Linked DNA regions of Danio rerio: region 2 is linked to region 1. A link is a contact called in public HiCAR-type data. All regions are on one chromosome and are shown on one strand. The core of a region is the stretch at or near the end of the contact, and the rest is flanking DNA. Distances in the headings are between cores, read along the strand shown.

The links. HiCAR-type assays count read pairs that join an accessible place to other places.
Region 2: a contact with region 1 is called in a HiCAR-type map of caudal fin, with 7 times the contacts expected there. The contact joins the promoter of camsap2b here to the promoter of capn10 in region 1. A contact is called at or near these places in 4 of 18 Hi-C or Micro-C datasets (caudal fin, embryo, hematopoietic stem cells and 1 more) and 2 of 4 datasets of contacts at active chromatin or transcription factors (caudal fin and embryo).

The regions. Positions count from the first base shown.
Region 1 is chr2:48,359,877-48,365,258 of GRCz12tu, forward strand. It overlaps capn10 (calpain 10), which reads right to left and starts at 1,747. Exons shown (of 15, transcript XM_073929582.1): 1 at 1,652-1,747. ccl20a.3 (chemokine (C-C motif) ligand 20a, duplicate 3) reads left to right here and starts at 79. Exons shown (of 4, transcript NM_001136254.2): 1 at 79-311; 2 at 1,462-1,561; 3 at 1,659-1,736; 4 at 1,824-2,042. The coding sequence starts at 233. The coding sequence ends at 1,866. LOC101886114 (a long non-coding RNA gene) reads right to left here. Exons shown (of 3, transcript XR_012393934.1): 3 at 4,508-4,850.
Region 2 is chr2:48,490,461-48,495,904 of GRCz12tu, forward strand. camsap2b (calmodulin regulated spectrin-associated protein family, member 2b) reads left to right here and starts at 3,622. Exons shown (of 18, transcript XM_073929906.1): 1 at 3,622-3,728.

The sequences.
Region 1 (5,382 bases), core at 497-2,996:
CTCGTTGCACCTTTTTGACTGACAGGCCAGATAAGATCACATTGCGGCTTTGCTTTTGTGCTGTTTTTTTTTTTGTTTGTACACATGTGCTGCTGTTTACGTATGCATGGAAAGCCCTGTTGGTTTTTTCCCCTGAGTCTGCATGTATATAAATCTCTTCTCACCTGCCCTAATTCTCATCTGCCTCTTGCTCTAAACATCTTAAACACACAGACAGAAGAACAGAGAGAAAATGAGTCGGATTTCAGCGTGTGTGATGGTGCTGACAATCGTGGCGCTGGGTTTACTGTGTACTGATGCTGCAGCTGTGTGTAAGTACATTTTGTCTTATTTTAGCACTTATTTTGGATTTTATTCCTTTTACTGGAATAAGCTATTTGCTTCTCGGAGATGTTGATTTGATTAAAAAATAATAGGTTCATATTGTGAAATGTAAAAATCAAATAAAATGTGCAGATTTGGGGCTTTTTGTTGTGTTTTTTTTTTTTTTGCTGTGTGAAGATAAAAAACACTCACCTTAGTTGAATTTTGGTTTTAAAAAAAGTATTTTGTTATGTTTTTTTATTAGTTTGGGTCCGTAGATTGAAGTTACAGTATACATGCACCAAAATAAATGTTTTTTGACTTGTTTCTAGTCCAAATATCGAAATATTCTTAACTCAAGAGGCATTTTCTATACAATCAAAAATATTGTCTTGTTTTCAAACATAACGTGTCAAAATGTATTTAATTTTACTTAATTTAATAACAAGCTTAATAATCTGCGGGGTAAGCAAAATAATTTTAAAACAGGATTATTATGCCTAAGGATTATTAAAACAAGATTATTTTGTTTTAATTATGAGAAATCATTTAATCATAATCAATTTAGCTCATAATCTCTAAAAACAAGACAATATTTTTATCTTTACTAGAAGATGCTTTTTGATTTAAGGATTGTTAGATATTTGGACTAAATACAAGCAAAAAGGAGCAAGATTTTCCTCAAAATTAGCAGTTCAATAGACTTAAATAGACACTTTTTGGCCGTTTTATTAATAATAATTAATTAATTATTCATATTATTGGCAAAGACATTTAATTATTATTAGACCACAGCTTTATTTTTAACTAAATTCAAAAACAACCATTTTATTTAACAAAAATTGGGTAAATTTATTCATTTTCTGCCATTTCACAGTATTTCAAGAATTAGGGAGTTGTAAAAAGAGATTCCCAAAACTTAATATGTACAAATCAATCAAATTTTTGGTGCAAAATGTATAAAAATTATAAATAATTCCTTATTTGCATATTTAAATATAACATTTTTAAAAGCCTGTAATACAACAACAATAACACAAAGATTACAAATCTTAATCTAATCAATCAACTATGAAAGCATAATCATTAGTTAATTTTAAAGATTATTTTAATTCTATTCACATCACAAAATAAACTCAATTTGCGTGCTTTTTACAGCGTGTTGCAGAAAGTATACCAAAGGAATGATCCCGATGTCATTAATCAAAGGATATTCCATTCAGACCATTACAAGAAGCTGCCACATTAATGCTGTCATGTAAGTACTGCATTCATCCTATGTAGTGCATCATATATGATTAAGCTCTTGATAAAAATCAGAAAAATGAACTGAAAGATGCTCATTTACCTGACAGATTCCACACAAACGGAGGCAAGAACATTTGCACAGACCCGTCCAAAGGCTGGGTGATGGAAAGCATCCGTAAGCTGAGGTAAAGCTCGACTGCTGTGGATAAATGAACAATAATTAACTGAAATGCATTGATCTAACGTTTATTTTCTGTCTTTCTGTTGTACAGGGAGAAGGTGCAAGCAATCAACAAAAAGAATTCCAAAGCTTAATCTGACAACTCCAGTGACTAAACAGATGTTATTACAAGAATCTATTTCTTTATGAAATTTGATATGTCTGCATATTTTTATATGCGTTTTAAATCTATTATATGTATTTTATAGTGTTTATTTTTTGTGTACTTTTTTTTAAAACCAATGCATTAAATTAATTTTTCCATGTAAAGTGAAACCTTGTCTTTTGTGTTTATTTATTTACTATTTTACTATTTACTATTTTAATTATTTTAAAATAATTTAAACAAATAATTAAAAAATATTATTATACTGCATATAAAAAAATATATATAGAATATTATATTATATGACATTTAATCTGTGACTGTATTAAAAGCGTGTTCATTTAAACAATGCCAAGGTGGAAAAAAAACTCTATGAATACTTGCACATGAAAAAATTAATTTTGAATATTCAAATTCAAATTTGAATTGTCACATACAGTCAAACAACACCGTATTATGTGCAGTGAAATGCTTACATTAAATCAGCAATGTAATAATAAAATATACAGTGCTCAGCGTGTAAGCTCACCCCTCAAAAATCTCTTTAAAATTCATATTTTCAATAGGAAGCTATACAATATTTGTGCATATGCATTAGATTAGTCAGTACTGAAGCCAAATCTGGAGCTTATCTAACAAAATAACTTATGATAACAGTTCAAAAACTAGTACAGCCATATTTAAAAGTTATAGAAAAATATTAATTAAAAATTTAAAAGAGAAAAAATCAAAAGAAGCAAAAAAATGAAAAAAGAATTGTTAAGGTTTTGTAGTTTTTAATAAATTTTTGTTTAATGTTTTGCTTGAATTTAACTGTATTATCTTAATTTCAATTGTTTAATAAATCTGTTGTTTAAATGCACCAAAATACATTGCCAATATTCACTGAGAAATCGATAAAAAAAAAATGTATTTTCAAAATGGGGTATCCTTAATTATGCTGAGCACTGTAAATGCTTATATTAAATCAGCGGATGTAATAATATAACAATGCTTACATTAAATCAGCAGATGAACTACAGTATATCTTGAATTATTTACCCATATTTCATGACACAAAGGAAGAGAATAGACTGAAGTGCAGCGGAATTCATGCAGTAATACAAGAATGCGAGTTTATTTGAATAATGGTCAGTAATTGGCTAAAATATAGAAAGTTAATGAATGAGCTAATAGTAAGGCTTAAGAGACAAAAATTCCCCTTGCATGCACACTTTAATCTCTGGGAAATAACTTTATTGCATCATCTATGATGAAACGCTGGAATGCAGCAGATCAGCTCCGTAGTTTAATAAACAAACTTGAAAGATAATCTGTCAAATGAATACTTAACGCATTGTTCTTTTCCTGTAGGGCGAACTTTATACAGACTAAAAAAATTATAATAATAATCTCAAAATATCCACATGGTGTCGCCCTCCTCTATAAAATAAAATATTGACTCTATTGACCCAGAAACTGCAGAAACAACAGAGCTAATTAATAAAGTTAATTTTGTCTTCTTTTTCTTTCATAATTGTATAAACTATTCCTAAAAGCTAGCAAATTGATGCAATATCATTTAATAACTGTATTTTCTTTTTAAATATAATTTTTAATTGTTTTTTGATTGTGAAAAGGTTCTGGAAATTTCTGTACAAAAATAAAAACTATAAAAAATATATTAAAAAAAGAACGAGATTATTATGCAATTTGTTGATTTATTTAATTTATTAGTAGGCCAACCTTAGATTGTTTAAGCAGTTTATGTGCATGGAGATAGAAGGTTACATGAAGAAACAAAAGCAAAGCCTACCAAAATTTTCAAAAATTATAATTCTTTCATAATTTACCTCATGTTAATGTAAATTCACGTTTTTTATTTGTCTGTGAAACACAAAAGTAGTTTGTTGGTTAACTTATATTTGTCCATAGGGAGATTTCATTTGCAGCATACACTCACAGACACATCTGACATATATACTATATATAAATCAATCATTTAAAAACATGGCAGCCCTACTCTAAATAAATATCCAGTCTACTAGCCATCGAGAGAGGAGAAATTTAAAAACTTAATTGCTTGAAGTATAAGTGATAATTTTGTCTTATTTCTTGCTCATCTGCTAACACAGTATCGACGACCTGATGGTAACAACTGGAAGATATTTGATAAAGGTTGTCTCTCATCATTGACAGTCATTATAGCCTTATTTAGTACTCTTCCTTTGTATATACTATCAATACTCTTTAATTTTATTCCCTACAACTTACTGGCACCTTCCCCAGTGACCTCTTCTGGGCTCAGAAGCATTTCCATACCATCAGATTACACAAAATGTTGCAATACTTTCAATAAAAGTACCATAAAAAATGATCAACAGTGTGTTGTCAACATTAAAAGACAATAGTTTAGGGAAAATGAAGATTATCAGACATAGCCTAAAGTACTCACATATCAAATACAAAAAATAAAGTAGCCTACCTAAAATATAATATACACTTTTCAAAAAGAAATTATGTTACACTGTAGCAGAACATGTTTCCATTTTTAGTAGCCTAAAACACTTTAGAACTTGAATATTTAGCCAAAACAAGGATTTTATTCAGATAACCTTTCAAACACCAATTTACTCATTTATTTTTTTTACCTTTGAAGTGAACATCTTTTTGGACGGAAACCTCCTTGAAGAACTCGAGACCTATTTATAGCCTAATTAGCTATAGGCTATATCTTATTAGCATGTTGACTTGCCTTGACTTAGGCTAACTTTAGCTATATACAAAACACATCAATTACTCTTTGGTGAGTTAAAAGAATCCCTTAATGGATCATTTGTCTTTTTTGGCAACTTCTTGGGACATTTTGTAGCCATTTTGGACTCAAAAGCACACACTTCCTGAGGCTGAGTGGTTTAATTACCAGCGACGCTCTTCAGTCAATCCGTGACTATATGACATCATTCGTCTCTGCACGGCTGTACAGAGGACTTCCTGTTAAATAATGAAGAAACACACACACACACACACACACACACACAGACACACACACACAGAGAGAGAGAGAAAGTCAGGAATTCAACAACAAAACAGCTCCACTTGCCCAGCTTTAATCTTTCCTTTTAAGCAATCGCACGGCAAACTTCCCCTGCACATGAACTCAAACACGTATAGTGGTAATTGCTGTTCACACCAGCCAAAATTCTAGTAGATAAAGACCTAAGAATTAGATAACTAGGCTATTTCAGAGTTCAAATCCCGATTTAGGCGTTGGACATTTATTGATTTATTGTCACATGATCATTCTTTTCATCTTTGATAGACATTTAGAATAAATAATGAACTTTTAAAGCCCAGGTTAAATCAAAATGAAGGCTACAATGTGTATTTTGCTAACACACTATATTCTTTAAGTGAATAATTAATCCATAATTTAATCCACTGAACAAAAAGTTTGTTTTGGTAATCTTCAAACTAAATTTGACCATTTGCTTCCGCGTTTGGAATGGCTGTCATTCTCTGTTGA
Region 2 (5,444 bases), core at 2,372-4,871, 130 kb after region 1:
TCCCCTTTTTTCTATTTAATTATGAGATTTAAATATTTTATAGTTCTATTTTTAACTGAGTTAGCTTGTTGGGTGTCATCATAACTACACTTTTTGATGTACCAAAATATTTCCTTAAGATTCTGAATTTAAAAAATGTGAAAAAGATGCATATTTATGAAAGACAAATTTATTAAATCATATATCATTAGAAAAAAAATAGAATCTGTTAAAAGTTTTCAATTAAAACTGTAGCTGCTTGGCCCTAAAGCCTTTTTCGATGGCTTATTTTCACTATTTATGATGGACAAATTCTGGACCTTTGTCAGTGAGGAATTGGTCTTCCGAATCACCCAAACCCCCCTGGCTACGAACCTATCTCTGATTTTGTTTCCTGATTAATCCCAACCCGAACCTAAACCTAACCCTAAATCTAACCCTACCCATGTACTGTCGAATGAAAGGCATTATCTGACAGGGGTACCTTGATCAAGCTTTATATTATTTTAGCTTACATTGAATAGTGTGTGACAATGTGTCTACCTTAAATCCAATAACATTGTCTTTTATTATAGTTCCATTTTCAGCTTGTGTCTAAAACAGCAGCCTATTTTCCTCAAATGTTTCAAGCAATAATTTTAAAGAAAACAAAATGTCAATTTGCTACCGTTCAGCTATTTTACTTCCATAAAAGTTACTATTACTTATGACAATGCGCTAATAATGCACTTCTTCAAGAGCTGTAAAAAAATGTTGATAAAAAGCAGATATGGAACATTCAACTTGTGACTTTTGTCCTGTAGAAATGGTGTTTACCATTATAAAACACTTAGTTAAAACAGCAATTGCTTATTTGGCAAGTACAACATCAGCACACCATTACTTAAATTGTTTCTGTAGGCTGGGCACATTCCATAACTGTGGTAAACCTAAACTATTCCAAGTTATGTTGTTTTTAGAAGTCAGCACTGATAGCTACCTGTAGCGCAGCAGCACCCTCTGCTGGTCAAATTGGGAAATTGGGGCGTGTGTGTATATATATATATATATATATATATATATATATATATATATATATATATATATATATATATATATATATATATATATATAGTTGAAGTCAGAATTATTAGCCCAATTTTTCCCCCCGAATTTCTGTTTAACAGATTTTTTTCAACTCATTTCTAATCATAATAGTTTTAATAACTCATTTCTAATAATTGATTAATTTTATCTTTGCCATGATGACAGTAAAAAATATTTCACTGTTATTTTTTTTAAAAATATTTTTCAAGACACTTCTTTACAGCTTAAAGTGACATTTAAAGGCTTATTAGGGTAATTAGGCAAGTCATGGTATAACAATGCTATGTTCTGTAGACAATTGAAAAAATATAAAGCTTAAAGGGGCTGATATTGTTAACTTTAAAATGTTTTTTTAATAATTTTTAAAAAAAAACTGCTTTTATTCTAGCCATAATAAAACAACTTTCTCCAGAAGAAAAATATTATCAGACATACTGTGAAAATTTCCTTGCTCTGTTAAACATCATTTGGGAAATATTAAAAAAGAAAAAGAAAAAAAAGAAGCACAAGAAAGAAAAAAAATTCAAGAGAGGGGTTAATAATTCTGAATCCAACTTTATTTATATGTATATGTAACTCCACCAATTTTACACCAGGAACTTTTTGCATGGAAGTTGGTTGTTCTAACAAGCAGGCTAAAGACCATGGCCTCTAGTGTCTATTGCTAGCACCTTTAGAAGTCAGAGGAGTGAGGTTTACCTGCACAGCACTTCACTAGCTGGCCTCCGCTAGTACACTCACTCCCCTAAACCTCACTCCCATCCGGGTTACGGCACCAATGTATCCATGCCATCCAATGTATCCAATGTGTCCTACGCAACCCAACCCACTCTGACCTGAGACCATGGCCCTATGGTTTACCTGCACAACACTTCACTAGCTAGCTTCCACTGTGTTTGCCACTCCCAGGCCCAGTTTCACAAACAGAGCTTAGATTAAGCCAGGACTATAGGCCATAGTTAAATTAGGCTATTTAAGACACATTAAAAAAAATGGCCTTAGAAAAATATATTATTGGTGTGCACCTGGAGACAAATATCACACTGACATCAAGTTATTTTAAGTTGAAACAGCTCAAACTTGCAATTTAACCTTGACTAGCCTTAAACCTTCTTTGTGAAACCGGGGGTTATTGTTTCACACCACAAACCAGAAGAGCTGGGCCTTTTTAGTTACCATACATATCCCATATTTTGAAAGGTTCTTCCACCCCAAAGATGCTTTAAATATTTTTTCTTAACCCTTATGTTCTTTTGGGGATGTTTTTATCCACTCTGGGGTGATTTTGAGTCTTAATTTAGCCATAACTTTCTCTGTGTTTCAGCTAGCAGAATGATTTATGGTGACAAATCTTATTTTGACACATTTTGAGAAAATGCTTTAATTTTTAATTTTTTTTTTAAAGAAAACTCAACAATACACTCTGAGCAAATTTACTACCCTTTTGTTATGTTCGGGATGAAAACGAAAACATCCACTGAATTAAACTGCTGTAAATATGCATCAGATACATTTTTTTTTTGCATTAATCTGTTAATAATAAACCTCAGTCCTAATCAAAACTATTAAATTGTTGAGAAAATTATAGGATTTTAACTCTTTAATTGCCAAATTCAGAAATTTCATTCATTCATTTTCTTTTCGGCTTAGTCCCCTTATAAACCTGGGGTCGCCACAGCAGAATGAACCACCAACTGATCCAGCAAATCATAAACTCATAAATTATTATCATTATTTTAAAAAATCTTTTATCAAAGTCTTGGACCTGTGTAACATAATTGCCTTTGATGCATTGTTTTTTTTTAAATTCATTTTTATTTTATTCTCCCTAACTTACTGTTGGTGGCTGTTTTTGCCCTGATGACTTTCATTAATTACACATCTTTTTTATTACAAAACCATGACACCATATGATCATGCGTTTTTGATTGTTGGTGGTTTTCCCTGAAAGAGGTCAAATTTGTCAGTTTTTACTGTTGGAATAATAAAAATAAAGACTGTGTATTTATGCACCATCAAAGGTGATTATAATGTAAGTCAACAGGGCAAAAACAGCCACCAACAGTAAATCAGGGAGAAAAAAAATGTAAATCCAACAATGCATTAAAGCCAATGTTGTTACTAATTGTTGACATGTCCAAGACTCTGTTTAAAGTTTTTAAAAATTCAGTCCACAATGACTTTTTATATTGAAAATACGTCATTTTGTGTGATTTCTTTTCACCAAATCAGTGAAATTATTTGTGAATTTGCCAATTAAAGAGTTAAAATTATATAATTTTCCAAACAATTTAGTACTTTTGATCGGGACTGATATTATATATATTCATATATATATATATATGTTATATATATATATATATATATATATATATATATATATATATATATATATATATATATATATATATATATATATATATAATATTTATTTATCTGATGCATAATTACAGCAGTTTAATTCAGTGGATGTTGTTATCCTGAAAATAACAAAAGGGTAGTAAATTTAAACAGTGCACAAGGGTTAAATTATGAGCGAAATCCCTCAATCCAACTGCAGCAGGTTGTTTTCCGGTGTCCGCTGGATGGCGACATCTCACAACATTTCTCTGTGTGGACAGTACAGTTGGCCCAGATTTTGTGAAATGGAAAGACGCAAACAGGTGACCATTGGAAACTGAAATAATGAATTAGTAAATTACTATTTTTGGACAAAATCGTCATGATTCAACGCACATAAAGAGCTGACGGGCGTGATGTCATTCAGCTGGGTCAGAAGCTTGAGCAGTGAGTAACAGCAGCCAATATGGCTAAATTTAGCAGGAGAGATTCAGTCACATCTGGGTGGAAAACTCTCTCTCTCTCTCTCTCTCTCTCTCTCTCTCTCTCTCTCTCTTTCTCTCTCTCTCTCTCTGCTTTAAAACGGGCTTGCTCTCTCACACATAAAAAGCTTGTGTGAGCGTGTGTTTGTGTGATGAAAGGCTTGTGTATGTGGTTGAAGGCAATAATTACAGCTATTCTCCAGAGCTGATAGTCAGAGGTCACACCCCTTCCTGTCTGAGGAAGAGAAAGATTTATGACTCCTGCTAACACACACAACCTGCATCACCATTGCACAGATAAAAAAAAAAAAACTCTACTTTATTTAAATGTCAAAGTTAAGACTCCATGTTATCAATGTCAATGCTTATGACTTTTTTTATTTTTAAACAACCCAAATTATTAGTCATCATAGGATTTTTTAAATACTATTTCATTCTGCCTTCTCTTTTAAACTCAAACAAAAGCATGCTTATCGCATAGGCCAAGGGGTGTCCTAGAGAGTTTAGCTCTAACCCTAATCAAATACACCTGAACCAGCTAATCAAGCTCAGATATACTGTACTTGACATTTCCTGGCAGGTGTGTTAAAGCAAGTTGTAGCTTAACTCAGCAGGACGCCGGCCCTCCAGGACTGAGTTTGGAGACCCCTGACATAGGCTATAAATAGTTGGCTTAATATGTATCAATACTGACATTTTTGTTTCCATAAAATGCTTTGTGATCAAAAATCAAGGTTATTTAAGCATATATTCCACCTTTCTGAAGTTGATCAATTATTTATCAGGTGTTGTGTTGTCTATTAATGAATATAATCATGACTGAAAGCATGATATGTTTTTTGTTGTTATTTTTATACCACAAATGCTGTAAATGATGGCAACAAGTGGCTTAATGCTAGTGTACAATATGATTATTTAAAAAAAAGAGAAATATAAATAATACATTAAATCTCTGATTAATTGAACTAGAACTTGTACAGTTTTGACAATAGTTGTAAAAATTGTGAAATATGTTTGCATGAGGCGGATCATTCCCCTGATATAGAAAGGAGCAAGTAGAAAGAAAGCGAGTGAGTGTTTGTGTGATTCAAGAATGAAGGTTTAAGCTAAAATCAGAGTGAATATGGGTGAACAGAATCACTGAGAAACACCAAATTTATAACATTCACTGCTAGTATTAGTAGAACAAATGAGTAAACAATTAAATTTAAACCACTTTAAAGAAGAGGTAAATAATATCACCACAGTAACAGTACAGCAAGTAACATACACTCTAAAAAACAATGAGTTATTTATTTAACCCAATGCTTGAGTTAAACATATTTGGTGCTTTGTTGGGTTATTTTTAACCTTTATTAGGTATTTATTAATAACTCAACCAGTTGAATTAAATATTTGGTGCTTTGTTGTTGTTGTTTTTTTTAACCTTTATTAGGTTATTTATTAATAACTCAACCAGTTGAGTTAAATATTTGGTGCTTTGTTGGGTTATTTTTAACCTTTATTTTGGGTATTTATTTAATAATTCCATCAGTTGGGTTAAAAATTTGAATTTCA